Regions from separate parts of the Triticum aestivum genome. Here region 1 is linked to region 2. A link is a contact called in public Hi-C data. All regions are on one chromosome and are shown on one strand. The core of a region is the stretch at or near the end of the contact, and the rest is flanking DNA. Distances in the headings are between cores, read along the strand shown. Region 1 has its middle 53 kb from the start of LOC123125683. Region 2 holds the start of LOC123123109 (ethylene-responsive transcription factor LEP).

Region 1 (4,122 bases), core at 1,309-3,808, 340 kb before region 2:
AAAAAAAAGAAAATCTGATTTTTTTGGTAACAAACTTTACTTAGTTCCCTGTTTGTCTGTTAATTTTCATGATGAAATCACATTCGTGGAAGTGTGAAAAACCCCGAAATGAATGCTTTTAAAAATATTATTTTCGGGGCATATATTTTTTTGCAGACGTCCATGAATGTCATTCAATCACAATTTTTTGTACGCAGCTAAAACACTCATCTATGTTTTCTTTTAAGATTTATAGTTTCCTTACTATTTTTCTAAATTTGAATGTTCGTCCGGATGAATTTGAGCTGAAGACTACAAACTCCATGTCCGTCCTTAGTAGTGTGCTTTCTCTAGAAAAAGAAAAACAAGAAGTACTGTACCATCTCACCCCAACGGAACTGTCCATATCGCCCCAACTCCGAAATCCTGACGTGATGTTTTGCCAAAGAAGGATTCCTTGACATCTTTCACCGAGTACATGACTTTTGCGAACGCAAAGTTTCTGAGCACGAGTTTGAATGAGTTTGGGTAAACAGTAAAATAAGAACAAAATTAATTTTTTTTGTGACAAAAATTCACCGAGCACATTCCTAGAATGCATAGCAAAATAAAAAAAAAATCGGTATTCTGAAAATGCTACTTTCAAAAGCATTTTGGAGCACAGATTTTTTTCACGCCTTACAGAAATGTGATTCCATGACAATTTTTTGCAGCCACTTGAAACTTTTGTCAATGTTCGTCACAAAAAAAATTCAGATTTTTCTGAATTTTTTTTATTCTACTGTTCACCAAGCTCATTTGAGCTCGGGAGCAGAAGAACACTTTCGACTTTATTCTAGCTTGCTATCTCATATTCTGCCTCATCCATGGTTGTTATGCACTCCTCATTTCACCGGTCTGAGGCCCCGGTTCACCTACATGCACGATCAGTTAAACTTTTTACCTGGGACTTTTAGCTGTCACTTCCGCTCTATCTATTCTGAAGTACTCCAACCATGGAGTAAAAAGGAAAAGGCTGTCACTTGCTGAGATGAAAAGGTCAGGGAACCAGCCATGGATATTTAGATAGACGAGAGAAAGCGGCTCCGGCTCCGAAAGAAGAAATAACGGATCGGATTGGATCGGATTCCATATCAAAGTCTGGCGATCAGTGGTTGGACCAAATCCAAGTGCAAAGATCCGGTGCCTGGGCTGGGATGGGAGAATAAAAACAACCTCCTCCGTTGCTCTCTTCACTCGCCAAACTGGAATGTCAACTTGGGAGATGAGATGTTCAGAAACAAAACTCGGTCCAATTTGATTGAAAAGACAAATATTCACAACATGTACACATGATATATTCCAGCAATCACGAAATGCTCCGTCCCGTCTTGTCTCTCCCGCCTATTTCTTTCTCCGCCTCATCATTTCTTTCCAAGTTTTCTCTTTTTCCAAGTACTATCGCTACATTTATCGATTTTTTTTACTATCGCTACAGTATTAGTATACGCACGTCCATCCGTTTTTCCTACCCGGATCCTGCCACCTAATCCAAGCGCATGCGACCCGTCCGTGTGGGTGTGGCCAGGAACCGGAACTGAACAAGACGAGCATGCGCTGCTAACAGGTAGCCAGGCGAATCGCTACTATTAGTGCAGTTTCTTGCCAATGCCAACCGAGTACGTGTTGCCTAGTCCGCCTTGCTACGTGCCGCGACAGCGGCCTTGGAAAAAAAATAGTAACTTTTCCGTAGCACAGGAGTATACCCGCAAAGCTACATGTTAGGGCATCTTCAACGCCGATCCTTAAACCTTCCACATACATCAGATCGTTGTCTATATGGTTTGTATTATAATTTTTCTGATATAAATGAAACATGCATTACCGTGAGAAAAAGTGTGATCGGTGAAGCTTTATATGTCCAGAGTCTACATTTTCTATTTTTGAAACAGAGAGAAGCCTCGTCATGAATTAAGAAGAGTTTGAATTACATGATCAGACCGCCTATAGACTGACCAGAACCGAATTAGCCTACTCTTCTGGCGTTTGAGAACTCAGACGCCTGGCCCTTGCCGACCGTCAAAGCCCGGGCTCGGCCTTAACTTTAGACATGATTCATGGAGAAGGCATTTCTAAACACTCTTGCATTCTGCTTGTTCTATGAAACCAACATGACAAGAGATGCGAGGTCGTTTCCCACAATGGCTTTGGCGCCCACCATATGATACCGCCTATCCTTGGCAGTGTTGAAGTTACTCCACTCGGTGTCTCGGTGATATCCATGTTGGCGAGCCCCTTCCAAGCCTTAATCTCCGTTCAAATGCGCTTGTGTATCGACACCGACCGCCTCTGGTTCTCACTTGCACAATTGACATAGGCTCTATCGTTTGAACACTACTACTTGTTGCTCCTCCAGTTGGAAAAACATGGGAGAACCAAGTTGCGGTTGGGAGAAAATGACAAACGCGGCTAGCTCTTGTGTACGTCGGCTTTATGCACACTAAGGTGGTGTTTGGTTTAGAGGCTATCCACCATAAGGACAGGGATAGCCAATTTTTTAGGGGATATCACTTGTTTCGTTTATCAGCCAGGAAGGATAGGGATAGTCAGATACCAGAGAATATTCCTTCAAAACATGGTTGACGAGAGTCGCGAGATTATGGCCGATGAGGGCAGCCACCCGCGCTTGCGTGAAACGTTTTCCCATGGGCGCCCTCTGTCGTGTGGCCGTGGTAATCAGCCCGGCGGCGCCCTCGGGTGCCTCCGCCGCTGGCGCACCACCGCCCCACGCTGGCGCCCTGCTTGGCCGTCGGCCATGGCACTGCTCCTCGAGACGAGGCAAGCCGCGGGTGCCCCATCCTTTCCAGGAAACTCCCCTCCCACAGGGTGGTGACTGACAGCGGCGGCGGCGCACACCCGACAGCGGCCGCGGTGCACACGCTCGGCCATGGCCCCTACCTCCAGCCATCCCTCTCTCTCTCTTGACGTGTTGTAACCATGGCTGGCGGGGAACGGGGAGCTCCGGTGGCCGGGAACGAGGATCACTGGAGATCTTGCCTATCTATTCTCTGTATGTATGCGTTAGTCTTTCAACTGTCCTTTCGTCTACAGATACCACATATGAACACTACTGGTAACACTGAGGCGTTGATAAGAAGTAGCAGAATATTTGGTAAACAGCGGCCAGTTCATGGTATTTAATTGTATGGACAGTCACGTGTATGATTGTACAAAGAAGAACATGTATACATGTATGAATAGCTGGTAAATAGTGACCAGTTCATGGTATTTGATTGCATGGACAGTCACGTGTATGATTGTACAAAGAAGAAATGTATATGTATTTTTTGCATGGAAATATACATGTATTTGATTGTGCAAAGAAGAGCATGTATACATGTATTTGATTGTACAAAGAAGAGTATGTATTTTTTTTTTAAGGGAAGAAGAGCATGTATTAATATTGCATTGTAGATGAACATAAAAAATAGCTAATGACTATCCATATCCACATTTTATCCTTGCAACCAAACAATAAAAAACGGTTATCCATCTCATCTAATCCTTCGCAACCAAATAAGAAAAACTGGCCATCCTCAACCAGGTGATTAAGGATATCCTCAGCCAAGCCAACCTCGCCCGTGAAGCAAACGCCACCTAAAGAGGACGTCTGAGCGGCCGGCGTAGGACAAAACGTAGCGGCTCACACGTTACTCACGACATGCTCGCATCCAGCCAGTGCCATTGATCATTAATACCGGCACACCAAATCGAGACCTTAAATTTTGTTTTTTGTTTTAACTCATACGAGATACGACAACCGTCTGAATCGTACGGCAATCGCTGGCGCGTTGGTATACGTACCACTGGCCGAGCATCGACCTCATCTACCCATGCCTTGTGTGCAGGATGAGGCGCCCCGAAAAAGTAAATTTACCGGAACCGGTGGCTAGCGGTGAAGTATCGACCGTGTACGTAGGGAAAATATCATGTGATACGGTGCATGGCATGATACCGTGCTCCGAGCTTGCGTGGTGCGTCCGATCTACATGGAAGGCATGGGATCAGCTTACTTGTCTTTTTACACATACCTCCCTGTATATTTTCATTCTGGGTTGGTCTGGGTGCAATTTGTTGGTCGTTATAGACTACTAGGAACAAGTT
Region 2 (4,014 bases), core at 663-3,162:
TTACCGCGATGCAGGAGGTAGAGTAGGAACAGGATAAGGCGCCCTGCGCCGATGGAGTAGCCATCGGTGTCCGGGTTCCGGGTGCTATATGCGGAGCAGCACTACAACATGGTGCTGGGGGAGGTAGAGGTGGGTCATCCGCCAGTGGAGGAGCCACCAATGTTTGCGTTCACACTGTTGCAGGTGGAGCAATGTACAATCAATCACTAATGGAGGAGCACTAGCAGCCGAAGGATCAGTTGGAGGCGCATCGTGCGTCCCTTGTTGCTGTCATGGCCATGGTTGCGGTGGACCCAAGCATCGACGACATGAACTGGACGGTGCTCGCATCCATGCACAGTGCCCACACCATCCGCCTCAAGCATTGGTAGCTCTGCGTCAACGAGGCAGAGCGCAACCGGCTCTTCGAGGGGCTAGAGACGAAGAGGAATCTGTCATCAGGCCCGCCTCATTCAAGCCAACTACTAATGACGACGAGGATAGTCCGTCCCATGAGGGGGTCGTCGACCTCACCATTAATGGGTAGGAGTAGAGTAAGATTTTTATTGTCTTTTATTAGAGTTCTTTTTCCATGTAAAATTTATGCCAAAAAACAATGAAAATCCAGTGTATGATTCTATTTAGTAAATATGGCTGGATGGTCGACGGCCCGCCAGCTGTTCGCGGCCATCCATTTGGTGATCCGTGTTGGAGGTTTTTCGCCTCAAATGTTTTCTGCCATCCGTCCAGGCGTCAGCCTCCACTCGTGATGGTTAAATACGCCCCCCCCTTCAAATGGATCAAACACAAAAATTTGCAAATGTAATTGATGCAAGTACATTATAATACCGGCAAACAAGAACAAATTTAACATGTTCGGCATAAATTAGTGTGCGATCACCCGTCAGGCCTTGTTTGGCACTGGTGTTTTTCCAACCCCAAGGGACTTGGGGATTGGAAGGGATTTGGTGGTCCCCTCCCCTCCACCAAATCCCCATTAATCCCCCGCCCCCATAATTTCCTGTGTTTGGTACAACAACAACATAGCACAAATAACAACAACTGAACAACATGCTAATAAGAAGGTGAAAAATAAAAATCCAATCTTTTAGCATCCGACCAGCCAATTGCGGGACAAAGGGCGGAGGGCGGAGATGGCGGCGCCGTCACAGTCGAGGGAGACATTTCGCGAGGGGAAGCTCGCGTCTCCTCTTAGACGAGTATTGGAGGGTTTGGGGTGTAATTTTCAGGATGTGCCGGTCCAATACCGGGGTACCGAATGGGCCTGTGGGGAATTTTTGGGATTTTTATACCAGGCCGGTAAAATATTGGTGGAAACATGCAAATACACGAGCGCCGAATGAGGTCCCCGGCTTCGCGAAATCCCTCCCCGGACGCCGCAGCATGCTCGCGGAGCGTGTGAAGCTGTTTTGACTTTTCATGCTAGTTACATGGAGCTATAAGCTTAGACAATTTTCTTCTGCGAAAAATAAGGGGCTTAGACAAGTAACGTCCGGAAGTGAGTGCAGTCTTGAACTGTCAATTGTCCCAGCACATATCATGCCAATCGAGTCACATACCTAACACAAAGTGTTAAGTTCCAATCCACTTTCTTGTGAACAAGTCATCCGAAACTATGCCAAGCACACGATTTACCAGAGTACCTAATCTGATGATACATTGCGGGCATCCCAAAGCTCAAATTCAAATCCACTTCGAATTCGAATCACGCACGTCACATTCCGGGCATGAGCCTAGGAGGAGGGCAAAGTGGTCAAATCCCGCAAAGGCAACGGCCCAGTCCTCTGCACCACTGCATGCGCTCGTTTCACTGTCAAAAGCAGAGCGGGTCACGCGGGGAGGGCAGCAGCGTAAAATCACAAGGGGTGATAAGATCGAGAGGACGAGAGGAGTACTGCGTAGTGGCATCCACCTGTGCCGCGAGTGAATCTATACCATCTCCTTCCGCTAGTACTACTAGTACCTTTCTCCAACCTCTGTCTCAACCCCCTCCCCTCTGCTTCTATCCCGCCGACCCGCTCCCGTTAGAACCCTGTCTAAACCCCCAAAATCATCCCAGGATTACTCTCCTCCTCGCCCCGATCCGTCCGGAGCGGCCGAGAGCCGGCCCCCCCCTGCCCAAATCCGGAGCTTCGTCTCTGGCTGCGAGGTATCGGGCTGGGGATTCCTGGCGCGGCGCCTTTGCTTGCTTGGCCCGTTACTTGGAGTGCGAGCTCGCTCACTTGGAGCGGCAGATCTCAGCGCTGAGCCCCGGCAAAGGCGGCCATTCTTCGCTGATTCTGGCAAGTATTTCCAAGGGGAAAGTTTGGAGAAGCTTTTTCGTCCCGTGTTTTCCCCAAATTGGAAGAGGCTTTCTTGGATGAGATTTGTGGTGGAATCTCAGTAGCGCTGGTGGGGATGGGGATGTCTCCTGCGGACTCCCTCGCCGCCGGCCGGACCCGCCGCGCTGGGTCCCTCGCTCCCCGGCCCAAGCGCGTGTGCGTCTTCTTCGTGGACGCCGACGCCACCGAGTCCGAGTCCTCGGGGGACGAGGAGGTCAGGCGCGGCGAGCGGCGCGTGCGGAAGGTCATCGACATCAGCGTCTCTCAGCCGTCTCCGGCGTCGTCCATCCCACGGAGACGGGCTCTGCTGCGGCGGCGGCGGGCGGCGAAGGCCGGCGACGGCGGCTACCGTCGGCGGTTCCGTGGCGTGCGGCAGCGGCCGTGGGGCAAGTACGCCGCGGAGATCCGCGACCCGAGCCTGCAGAAGCGGCTGTGGCTCGGCACCTTCGACACCGCCGAGGAGGCTGCCGCCGTGTACGACGACGCGGCCGTGCGCCTCAAGGGGTCCCATGCCGTCACCAACTTCTCGTCCAGCTCCAGCTCCGACTCCGACTACGTCGCGTCCACCAAGCCCCGCTCCCCGCCGCAGGCGAACTTTCGTCCTACCGGGGAAGCGGCAGCAGAGGCCCCCGCGACCATTCCCCCCTCCGCGCCGTCGCCGCCCTCGCAGCCCGAGCCCGAGGAGGACGACGCCGACTCGTTCAACCCGTTCGCGTTGCCCCTGACCCCGGTCCTCCGTCGCGCGGCCGGCGAGGCGCCCCGCCCAGTGGACCAGCTGTACGGCGAGCTCTGCGACCTGGCCTCGGCCGCTCCGCCGTCGAAGGCGGTGGAGTTCGACTGGCAGCAGCCGTGGTGGGATAGCGAGCCGAAGGCGACGGAGTTCGACTGGCAGCTGCCGTGGTGGGAGAGCGAGGACTTCGTGATGCCGCCGCCGGCGAGCGCCGTCAGCGTGATATGACGCCCCTGCCCCTACCCCGCTGCCGCGCCGTTTCGCGCCCTCGGGGCGGGAAGTGGCGGGAGGCGCGTGAGCCAGTGGCGGGAGATGCGTTGCGTTCCAGTACTGTTACTATTATTACTTCGTTTATTAATTAGTAGATCTACTAGTACTGCGTACACTCCAGTAGCAGCAGAGCAGAGGAGTGAATGGTTTGTTGCTTGTGGTGGTGGTGGTGGTGGTGGTGGTGAGCTCAGGCGGGGCCCCCGCCGGCGCCCCGCCGTTGTGCGTGATCCGCCTTAACTCGCACGTCTCCGGCGTGGAAACGGAGCAGTGCGGTGCCGACAGTGGCCGCATGCCCGTTACTGTAATGACGAGTAAACTGTGTAATTGTTGTCGTGATGGTGTGTTTGTTTTACATCGCCTTTCCGCCTTGGTCGTCGTCGTTATGAATTGTTTACTACGCGAGCTGGTGTCAAGTGGTGAAGATTTTGCGTCGTGATTGTGCATGTAATCGGGCGTGCACATCATCTTTACTACTGGCTCCAAATCCACGCACAAGTGGGAGCGTGGCCATGACAGGATCCCAGTAGTAGCAAGCGAATGTTTTCCTTTCCATTTTCCAAGCGTGTAGGGCCGCGGATTGGGATTGTGAGAGGTCAGTTCTGCAAAGTGGCGCAGATCGAATATACGTACATAGCCGGCCGCCGAGTCGCCGTCGGTCGCCAAGAAATTGGGGAGAAATGGTGGTAGAAACTA

What was found. A called contact is a pair of places that touch in the nucleus more often than the background predicts.
Region 1: a Hi-C map of leaf shows a contact between it and region 2, with 3 times the contacts expected there. The contact joins the enhancer-like site here to the promoter of LOC123123109 in region 2. A contact is called at or near these places in 2 of 5 Hi-C or Micro-C datasets (both in leaf).

The regions. Positions count from the first base shown.
Region 1 is chr5D:492,080,452-492,084,573 of IWGSC CS RefSeq v2.1, reverse strand. No RefSeq gene overlaps it. Among protein-coding and RNA genes, the nearest start is that of LOC123125683, 53 kb to the left of the region's middle. Within about 2 kb of position 2,558, at least 2 of the 8 cell types and tissues checked have an H3K27ac peak or open chromatin away from gene starts, as enhancers often do. A contact at or near this core is called in leaf, where this site is marked.
Region 2 is chr5D:491,735,736-491,739,749 of IWGSC CS RefSeq v2.1, reverse strand. It overlaps LOC123123109 (ethylene-responsive transcription factor LEP), which reads left to right and starts at 1,912. Exons shown (of 1, transcript XM_044543554.1): 1 at 1,912-3,684. The coding sequence starts at 2,398. The coding sequence ends at 3,279.